Regions from separate parts of the Mus musculus genome. Here all the other regions are linked to region 1. Evidence: chromatin contacts called from public Hi-C and HiChIP or PLAC-seq data. All regions are on one chromosome and are shown on one strand. Each heading gives the region's core, a stretch centred on a gene start, on an enhancer-like site or on the middle of the called end of the contact. The rest is flanking DNA. Distances are from core to core; before and after follow the strand shown. Region 1 holds the start of Il1rap (interleukin 1 receptor accessory protein). Region 2 overlaps Il1rap (interleukin 1 receptor accessory protein). Region 3 holds the start of Cldn1 (claudin 1).

What was found. A called contact is a pair of places that touch in the nucleus more often than the background predicts. HiChIP or PLAC-seq counts read pairs in DNA pulled down with a chosen protein or histone mark.
Region 2: an H3K27ac HiChIP or PLAC-seq map of the NIH/3T3 cell line shows a contact between it and region 1, with 3 times the contacts expected there. The contact joins the enhancer-like site here to the promoter of Il1rap in region 1. A contact is called at or near these places in 6 of 39 promoter capture datasets (3T3-L1-derived adipocytes, the C10 cell line, hippocampal neurons and 2 more), 5 of 484 Hi-C or Micro-C datasets (brain, cerebral cortex, forebrain and 2 more), 6 of 115 datasets of contacts at active chromatin or transcription factors (the NIH/3T3 cell line, PVALB interneurons, bone marrow-derived dendritic cells and 2 more) and 3 of 9 other capture datasets (adipose tissue, liver and pancreatic islet).
Region 3: a contact with region 1 is called in a Hi-C map of epidermal suprabasal cells, with 2.2 times the contacts expected there. The contact joins the promoter of Cldn1 here to the promoter of Il1rap in region 1. A contact is called at or near these places in 2 of 39 promoter capture datasets (hippocampal neurons and liver), 3 of 484 Hi-C or Micro-C datasets (epidermal suprabasal cells, pancreatic cancer cells and uterus) and 1 of 9 other capture datasets (pancreatic islet).

Annotation. Positions count from the first base shown.
Region 1 is chr16:26,580,055-26,583,136 of GRCm38.p6, reverse strand. Il1rap (interleukin 1 receptor accessory protein) reads right to left here and starts at 1,432. Exons shown (of 11, transcript NM_001159318.1): 1 at 1,251-1,432.
Region 2 is chr16:26,723,446-26,726,466 of GRCm38.p6, reverse strand. It overlaps Il1rap (interleukin 1 receptor accessory protein), which reads right to left. Exons shown (of 11, transcript NM_001159318.1): 11 at 1,320-3,021. The region is part of intron 2 of Gm20319 (predicted gene, 20319); the gene reads left to right. Among named protein-coding and RNA genes, the nearest start is that of Gm20319, 31 kb to the left of the region's middle. Within about 2 kb of position 1,651, at least 6 of the 459 cell types and tissues checked have an H3K27ac peak or open chromatin away from gene starts, as enhancers often do. A contact at or near this core is called in the NIH/3T3 cell line, where this site is marked.
Region 3 is chr16:26,370,208-26,373,339 of GRCm38.p6, reverse strand. Cldn1 (claudin 1) reads left to right here and starts at 1,501. Exons shown (of 4, transcript NM_016674.4): 1 at 1,501-1,936. The coding sequence starts at 1,714.

The DNA of each region.
Region 1 (3,082 bases), core at 183-2,682:
ACACAGTCCTTTGACCTCCCCACACACGTACACACATGTACCCACCTACACACAAAATTGAATGCAAAAAATATTTTTAAATGCTCAAACTCTAAAGGCTAAATATCATTCTACTTTTAGATTTAAAAAAAAAAGTCACACCAAGGTAGTAGAAAATAACCCTTCTCAAACCCAGTGAAGCCAATATTAGTACAGAGCAATATTTGCCAAAGTCGCCAGGCCAGGCACCACTCTGAACATGTCACTTGAACTGTTCTATTTCATCCTCCTAACTACCCCTAGGATTCACAGGGGGCATTCTAGTGTCCATTTTGCTACTTGAAATAGTCTCAGAAAGGTGAGCTAAACTGCCCAAATTTACACAGCCAACACAAGGCAAAGGCACAGACAGAAGATAACCTTTTCAGCTTATTGGTAACCATAGCTTATTGCATGGAAAAGCATCTAATGTTTTCCGTAGCGCCTTGGTTCACAATTTCACAATCAGTGGGTTTGCGGAGGGAAGGGAGCAACTGTCTCCTAATGGAAACAGCAGAAGTTCGCTTTCGTGTTTTTGATTTTCTCTTTAACTAGGCTTCCCTATTCCCAATTAGGACTTAGAGGTAGAAGGAGGCTTCAGGCACCAGCTGTTCTAAAGGACAGGCATCCCATGTCCTGCCCACCACCCCCACCCCTCAAGGAAAACAGTTCCTGCTATCTCCAAGGCTGGGAGAGTGGTGGCCAGCACCTGTAGTCTCTTCCTTCTTCCTGAACTCACTGCCTGAAAGAGACCCTAGGCAGGAACGTCCCTCAGAAGAAAAAAAAAAAAAAAAAAAAAAAAAAAAGCAGGTCAGGAAAGGAGCTAGCAAGGCTGCTTGCTGGCAGCCTCTCCCCAGGGCTGTCATAGCTGGGACTGCGAGCTACGATGTGATGGAGTGGGTGTGCTGGGACACAGCCTCCTGCTCGCCTCAAGCTTACAGCGGCACTCCTGAGAACCCTAGGCACAAGGACCCTGAAATAGATCCCTCAAAAGCCTGAGAACCCGCACAGCCCCGGGCGAAATAGGCCTCCAATTTGCTAAGTTCGAACCCCGACCGCCCTACTAGTTAGTAGTGTGATTTGTTTAGCCTGGCCACAGTCTCGCTCCGTGTCTCAGTTTTGCTGTCTGTAAACCAGAAGGGTTGTGGAAGACGATCTACAAGAATTCCTACTACCCGGAGTTACTGCGGCTGGCCATTTCAACCCAGCCCTCCCTGCAGAGCAAGACTCACCTTATCGGGCCAGCCCAGCAGGCTCGGCGACAGCGACCAGATGGATGCAGGGTGGCCGACCACTGCCTCTTTCAGCGCCCTGGTCCAAGCCGAACCTAGGAAAGCCAGATGCTGGCAGCCTTCCCCGACTAGCCTCTTACTTTCCGCCGCACTTTCTTTTTCCCCCTCCGGAGCTCCTCCCCCGCCACCGCGCGATTGGCCCTGGGATCCAGTCACAGACTCCACCCACGCGGTGAATCGCGCTCCGCCCGCGATCCGGGCTTCCCAAGGCTAGGGTTGGGGCCGCACGCGGGGCAGTCCCGCCCGCCGCGAGGAGGAGCCGCGTGGGGTCCGCCCGCTGGCGGATGCCAGGCTGCGCTGGGTGCCACCGCGTGGGCCACTGGGGCTGGGGCGGAACGTGCAAGGAAGGGCTAGCCCTGCAGCCGGTTGGTCTCAAGACCAAAATACTCAGAGCAGGTCCAGAGCCTCTGCACACCTAAGCGCACCGTTGTGCTCCACTGAAGATCGCGGTCCTGCAACCCAAGTGGGTCCTAGCCTACGGTTCCTTTGGTCTGTGTATTCACCTGTCACATACTAATGGCCATGAGTCGATTAAGGCTGCACCCCAGAGAACCCACCATGTGTCGAGTTCCTAGAGCAACAGGAACCAGCGGCAGCACAGCCTTCTCCTTAGTCAGGAGCCCTATCTTGCTCTGCTAGAAGTAGGGGACACAGGAAAGAGAGCACCCATCATGACAGTAGGACATTATCAGTATCGTCCACTATCATAATCAGCCACTAGTATAATGAGAGGCAAAAAAGCTAGCATTCAAGACGAATAAGCTGACAAAGAAGAATGCATTGGTGATTGAATGGAATAATCGATTACAGAAGAAAATAATTTTCTATTCCGTCATTCTCCTATCACCGGGTCCTTAGAAAAGCTTTAGCTGCCATCTCTACTATACACTGCAGTTATGTAATCATCTGAGGATCTGTATAATGGTCTTCCTTACATCAGTTTCCTTGTTCAAAAGCCTCCTCGAGAACAAGGCCCTTCAAACACGGTCCTCATTTCAGAGTATCCCCAACAAAGGCAATCTGCCAACCATACTTGTCTCTTCTCACAGGCCTTGCTCCTTGCCACCTCCTTGTCTGCCCCACCCTCAAACTACTTAACTGTGTCTTATTAATTTGTTTATTTGAGAAATTGAGTCCCAGATGAAGCAATTAAGCAATGAGGAAAGGGGTGTAAAAGGAAAGGGTGTGTGTGCTTGGGAACAAAATAAGAGCCAAGAAAGGTCAGCCTTCCTAAAGATGCTGGCTGTTCAAACCTTGCACACTTCCGTGACACTGCTGTAACCAAAACACCTGAAAGGACAACTTAAGTGATGGAAGCAACTACTTTGACTCTTCTGCTCCAGTACCTTTGTGTTGCATTGTGGGAAGAGGAGAGGCTGATCACTTTCTGCACCAGCAAAAGCACAGGGAAGGAAGAAGGCAAGGGACCAGATAGAACTGTCACATCCGTGCTGCACCAACCTCCTTCCTCCAAACTAGAGCTCGAACCTAAATTTCCAGACTCTCCCGAAACAGACCAGTTATTCAACACACAAACCTATGGGGGAAGAGTTCATATTCACACTGCAATACCTTCCTAAAAGAACTAACTGAGATGCTTCTGTGTCTCCTGACCTCAAGACAATTGAGCCGTTACATTATTATTTTATGTATGGATATCTGACACATACTCCATGCCCATAAGATTGTCACTGATGCAAAGAAGAAATGATCTAGGACATTTTTTAAGTTACTGGTGATAAGCACAAATAAAATTCTTTGATTTCTTCCTC
Region 2 (3,021 bases), core at 402-2,901, 140 kb before region 1:
ATGATGGTTAAGGAATAATCACATTCATTTCTGAGCCTTCATATGCTGAATATGTAGGTCATGATCTTTCAGACTCTTATGTAGCCAAATGCTCTGAAATATGACTTTATGTTTCTAAGCCTGTACTTAACATCTTCAAAGAAAACCTGTACTTAAAATCTTCAAAGATAATCAATATCAAAATTTAGCTTTGAGAGTACCAAAATTACATAGTTATTTAAAAGAACTTATATTTTATGTTTATAGCTCTGGCTTCTGTTGTTTGTTTTATTTTTATCTCCCAAGAAGCTGAGTGTAAATACTTTGTCTGTAGGACCCAGGGAAATCAATCTCACACCTACCAGGAACTCCTTTCCCTGCTGCCTAGCTTTCATAAGGTCACAAGTTGCTATTGCAGGCTGCTGGAGAGAAAAGACACCACAATTGTCTTACTTAGCACTGAACCCTGAGGATACATTACCAGCCCCCCAGGCAAGATATACCCACTGTTGAATAGAGACATAGGGCTTATGGGATGATGAATTATTTTCCGATTGGATTTGAGGCCTGCTGCATGACTGGTATTTAATACATTTCTAGTATTTAAAATATGGTCTAATCTCATGGCTGTGGAGACTCACTGGTAGAACTTACCACTGTTATATTGTTAAATGGTCAGGTTGTCTAATAAGCTATATATTTAAAACAATGGACCTGTGATGCTTTCAGCTTTGATCAGAAAAGCTCTTGTACAGTGGGATGGAGTCTGTGCAGATAATCATCACTAGTCCTATTGATAAGAATACATGATTAGAAATATTCAACCCTAAATAGGGCACCTTTATAATAGCCCTGTGAAACTTAAGCAACACTATGGAAGAGGAAACAGAATGCATATATGTACATGCATATACATACATGCATATATATATATATATATTATATATATATATACACATTTATATGCTGGAGAATGATAGAGATGGGTGGGACACAGTTTGTTTTAGATATGGCATGTTTATTACACTTAAAACTCATAGCAGCTTTAATGGCAAAATCCAACTAAATTCTAGCATGATGGTGGACAAGTTGTTGATCCCCCCAAAATTTTAGACAGAATAATCCTTATTTAAAATAGTGTTACTAGTGGCTTCTGCTCCAGTGGATGGCCCTACATTCATACATGTATTGGTAGCTGTACTTTGTGTGTGATTTTTTTTTTAAGACTTGAAATTGGGACACAAACTTACCAGGATCAAGGAAGAGCTGGTTAAAGAAAATGGCTAGTGTTAGATATGATTATCTTTCATTGTATACATACAAGAATTTTTCTTTTCTTTATCTACTAATACTTTAATTAGCAATTAATTATTTACTTTTATTTTTGTGTATATGTGTACCAAGTGTATGTATGTGCACCACTTATGTATTGGAATCCCTAGAAGTAAAATGTAATTGGATTCTCCAGAATGTGAGTTGCAGACAGTTGTGAGCCACAGCCTTCTCTCTCATAGAATTTGAAGTCATGTCTATTATCCACTTTCTGATGGCTAACATGAAGCCTTTGAACATCTCTTCTAAAGGTGATGCAATGTGAAATGAGAACTCTGCATTGAGCTGAGTCATTTCTGCTGTGTATCACAGCTAGGTACATATTCCATCATAAGGAATGTTTTCGACAGTGGGAGTTCTAGTCAAACAGATGAAATGAAGGCTTTCCATGCATGTCTTAACTCTGTATCACTTCCTTTGCCTTTGATTGAGAGGCTGGCTCGGGGCCAAACTCACTAGCAGTAGAGGCTGCTGTAACGTAGTGACACCTCCCATCTAATGTCACCTACTACGGTTTTAGATCTGCTTCTCTTTAGAAACATTGGTTTTTGTGCTTGTAACTTTCCTAGAGTAAGCAGGCAACATATGGAACTGAAAGAGGAGACAGGATTCTCAGCTGTTTCCTGGGCTGGAGGATTCATCAGACCAACACTATTATGAAGGCCAGATGTTTTCAGCTTGGAGAAGGAATATACATTTCCCATATGTTCTTACTTGCGTTGTCCTCAGGTCACAGTTGCCTGAGGCACTTGGACCCCTATTTCAGCATATATTCTTTAGCTGAGAGTTTTTTTTTTTTTTAATGTTTGTTTGTTTTGATTCTTTGACTTTATTTTACAAATTTAAGCCAGGATTTAATTGAAAACATATATTCACATATTTATGTTTTGAAACTTGTGAAAGAAATTGCACAAGTTGCCACGCAGAAGCTGATTCAGTGGCAACAACCAAACAGAGGTGGGGAAACACTCATGTGTTCTTTAGTCATCTGCATGCTCAAGGGTGCCTGATAGGTCCTGGCTTGAAGGCCATGTGCCATGGACCTTTGGTTGGCATGTGACTGACTGCAGAAAGACCCTACTTGTCTGAAGCTGCTCTTTGTCCTTGGTGTTCAATCAAGCCTATGGGTGTTAGACTTGCATCTGCTCCTTTGTTCCCCCTTTCTCTCACCTTCTGGCCCTTGGAGGAATTTGAACTCAACATCTAATTTCAGAATTGTGAAGAACGGCTGCAGGCACCAAAATCTACCTACAGTTCCTTGCCAATGAAATTTTCTATCATTTGAACAAAACATGATTCTTACTTAAACTCAACTTCTTATAGAGGTCCAATTCACATCAGAAAACAAAACAAACAAACAAAAAACAACCACCACAACAAATATCCCTCACCATTCCTATTAAATCTCAATTTTCTGAAATGTAATGTTCTCTGGATTTGAATATAAATGCCAGAAAATGCAAATTGAGGAGAGGACATTAAAAATATGTTAGTACAAAAGGCATGGCATAAAAATATACCTTTATTGAGACCAATGACAAAAAGCATACTATTTACAGGGGGCAATGGGAAGCAGGGATTCCTATGGAAAGATTTGGTCCCTGGGGACACAAATGTGCTGGCGGTTTGCTGTTGAGCTCTGTCTACCAGAACCTGCTCCCTTTCAAGTCACTCCTTGGGATAGACACATCCTGTGAGTGTCAAAGCCCT
Region 3 (3,132 bases), core at 252-2,751, 210 kb after region 1:
GCAGGCTGAGGGCGTGAGGGCACAAGTCAGCCAGGGCCTGGCCTACCTACAGATCTTATTTAGAGATCTTTTATGTTTGGAAAACAGCTGGGAGCAGGAGCAGGACAATGAATACTTGTTCAAATCTTGCTATCTCCTGTCTGAGTTCTGTTGTCATCACTACTCCCTAAGTCCCTGACTACAGCAGATCTGAGTCTTTATCCTTAAGCATTGACAAAGCTGGTCTGAGAACAGTGAGCATGGGAGTGAGGGCAGTAAGGCTTTGTTTGTCGTTCTATTTTGTTTTTCACATAACTTTCTTGTGGCAAGCTTGTACTTTCCTTAGCATGCATGGAAGCATCCCTTGTTTTCACTCATGTGTTTATTTCTGCCCTCAATTCTCCTGTTTTTACTAAATCCATAGAAGCCTCTCTTTCCACCGTACTCACACCACAGACAAAATAACAGCTGAGAAAACATTTTAATTATTCTCAACCACAATGTGGGCTTCTGTGTAGCAACAAGCAAGGAAGCTGTACAGACCCAGAGAGGACAGCAAGAGGCAGCCTAGGTCAAAGCCTGGGGAGATTACTGCCAGCTCCAAAGCCAGAGACTAAGTTCTACTAGGATGCATCCAAGTGTCTCTCTTTCTCCTGGAAGAGAATGTGGAGGAACTTGCTGAATTCCATCTGATAAGTCTTTGCTGGTCAGGCATCTCAGATAAGGAGTTACTATGCTAAGCAAATTGCTTTAAGGAAAAAGTGTATGTGTATGTGTATGTGTATGTGTATGTGTATGTGTATGTGTGTATATGTGTGTCTGTGTGTTTGTGCCCGTGCATGCATGCATTGGGTGTGTCAGATAGTGGACTGCATTTTCAAAAGGAAAATAAAAACCCAAAAGACAATATATATATATATGCAGTGGAAAGCACACAGATCTAAGAGTGTACTAGAAACCTGCCCTGAGGCACTCTCCGGTTAGCTCTTCTCTAATCTATAAAGTTTCAACATCTCTGAGACCCATGGGAGAAATGGGAGAAATCTAATGGAATGACCTTAAGGAACAGAAGGGAGCAGAGGGCCCCTAAAAGAGAAGGAACTATCAGACAAGAGGTGCCCAAGGGTGAAGGGAATATAGAAATATCGAGTTAGACACATTTCCTGAATAAAATACTGGGAATATACTAAAAAATGAAAATAGGTTTCTAGTTCCCCCCAGTTTTTCCATCTTTATGTGTTGTTTTTGCATTTACACAGATGAGGTAACTTTTATTATTAGTTAATTACGGAGTGAAATGAAGAAAATGCCTATCAAGTGCTAGGAGAGACACGAAGGGAAGAGGTTAGGGATGCCTGATTCTCTTCAGATGGTCCCCAGGTAGCCCACGGGGCATCATCATCCACCACGGAGCTGGCCTGCGAGGACCTTTGTGGGGATTCGGCCACGAAACCACCAGGGGGCGCTGCATGCCGGGAGGGGCGGAGCTGCTTTAAATCACAGCGCCGGGCGGTTCAGCGTCTCAGAGAACTCTGCCACTTCTCACTTCCAGACTCCACCACCGCCTACCCGGACCAGAAGCCAGGAGCCTCGCCCCGCAGCTGCACAGAGAGCAAGGGTATAGGCACTAACTTGTTTGCAGAGACCCCATCACCTTCGGGAGCTCAGGTGCGCACCTTGCAAACTCCACTTTCTGCATCTGCCACTGAGCCCGCGGGAGCCTCGGAAAGAGCCATGGCCAACGCGGGGCTGCAGCTGCTGGGTTTCATCCTGGCTTCTCTGGGATGGATCGGCTCCATCGTCAGCACTGCCCTGCCCCAGTGGAAGATTTACTCCTATGCTGGGGACAACATCGTGACCGCTCAGGCCATCTACGAGGGACTGTGGATGTCCTGCGTTTCGCAAAGCACCGGGCAGATACAGTGCAAAGTCTTCGACTCCTTGCTGAATCTGAACAGTGAGTGCACCCTCATCCTCCAACTCCCCACTCCCTATCCTTGGACTCTCCCCCACCCTCTCTACCCCCACTCCCCAGCCTTGGAGCCCTTGTCCTCTGTAGTAGCTTCATTCAGCCCAGAGGCTACCCTCGAAATTGGTCAAGGCTTTTCAGCATGTGCTCTGTCCTGATAAAGCAGAAAGAACCCAAGCCCTAGGTTAAAGCCCTAGATTTGCCTCTAACTCTCTACTTGGCACCTTCTGCCCTTTTAGGTGTGATTTTTTTTTTGTCTCAAATTCTAATCAAGGTGGGTGGAGATTGGGAGAATGAAGACCACTGTGGAACTTAGGTTCTTGGGCCTCTTCTGCACATTCATTCTAATAGGGTTTGAACAAGAAAACGGCACACTTTGGGTAGGTTTACAAGCGTTAACTAGATGATTCTGAAATATCAAATAAGAAACTTTCTGAGTTGTCTCATGGCATTTCCAACGCACAGCTAAGGTTTACTCTTTGGGTCTTTTGGTTTTCTACCTTGAAGAACCTCTTGAGATCCCCCCCCCCCCGCCCCCAAAGGATGGACTAGGATTTGCAGGAGAGTCAACTTGTGCGGTACAAGTTTAGAATAAGAAGGACTGGTGGCATCTGGGGAGTGGGTCACTGAAGAGAGCTCTTCTGAATAAACTCAGCAGCATGGCAGCAAGAGCGAAGGCACAGAAGGAGGCAGCCTGGTTGAGGTCACCATGTGGGAAGAAGTCTGTGAGGAAAAAGAAAGGCTATTCCCATGTTTTTCCTTCCGCAATGGAATCTCTATGTATTGATGCATTGGTCCTATATGTAAAGTGAGAAAGGCATGCATAGACAGGAGTATCTCTACTGATTCTGGGGAGACGGGTGATAAGATGTATTCGCCTTCACTTTTAGCTAAAACTTTTTTCAGGGCTTTGTCAGAAAGCCATTCAATTCCTACAGGGCATGTTCTCTTCCTGGAGAAATCACATTGGTTGTCCTGCCCTTTACCTCACAGGAGGAAGAGTTCCCTTAGCCTTTGCCTAAACAAAGCTACTCCACAGTCCCCTGGGAATGCTGCTGTGAACAGTGCTGGCATTGTCCCTGACCTATGAGAGTGGAGCTCTTCCTCCTTCCCAACAAAAGCACTTCACTTTACAGTTATGAGACCTGCCACAAATCAGCTTGACACTGTGAGAACCTGTAGAA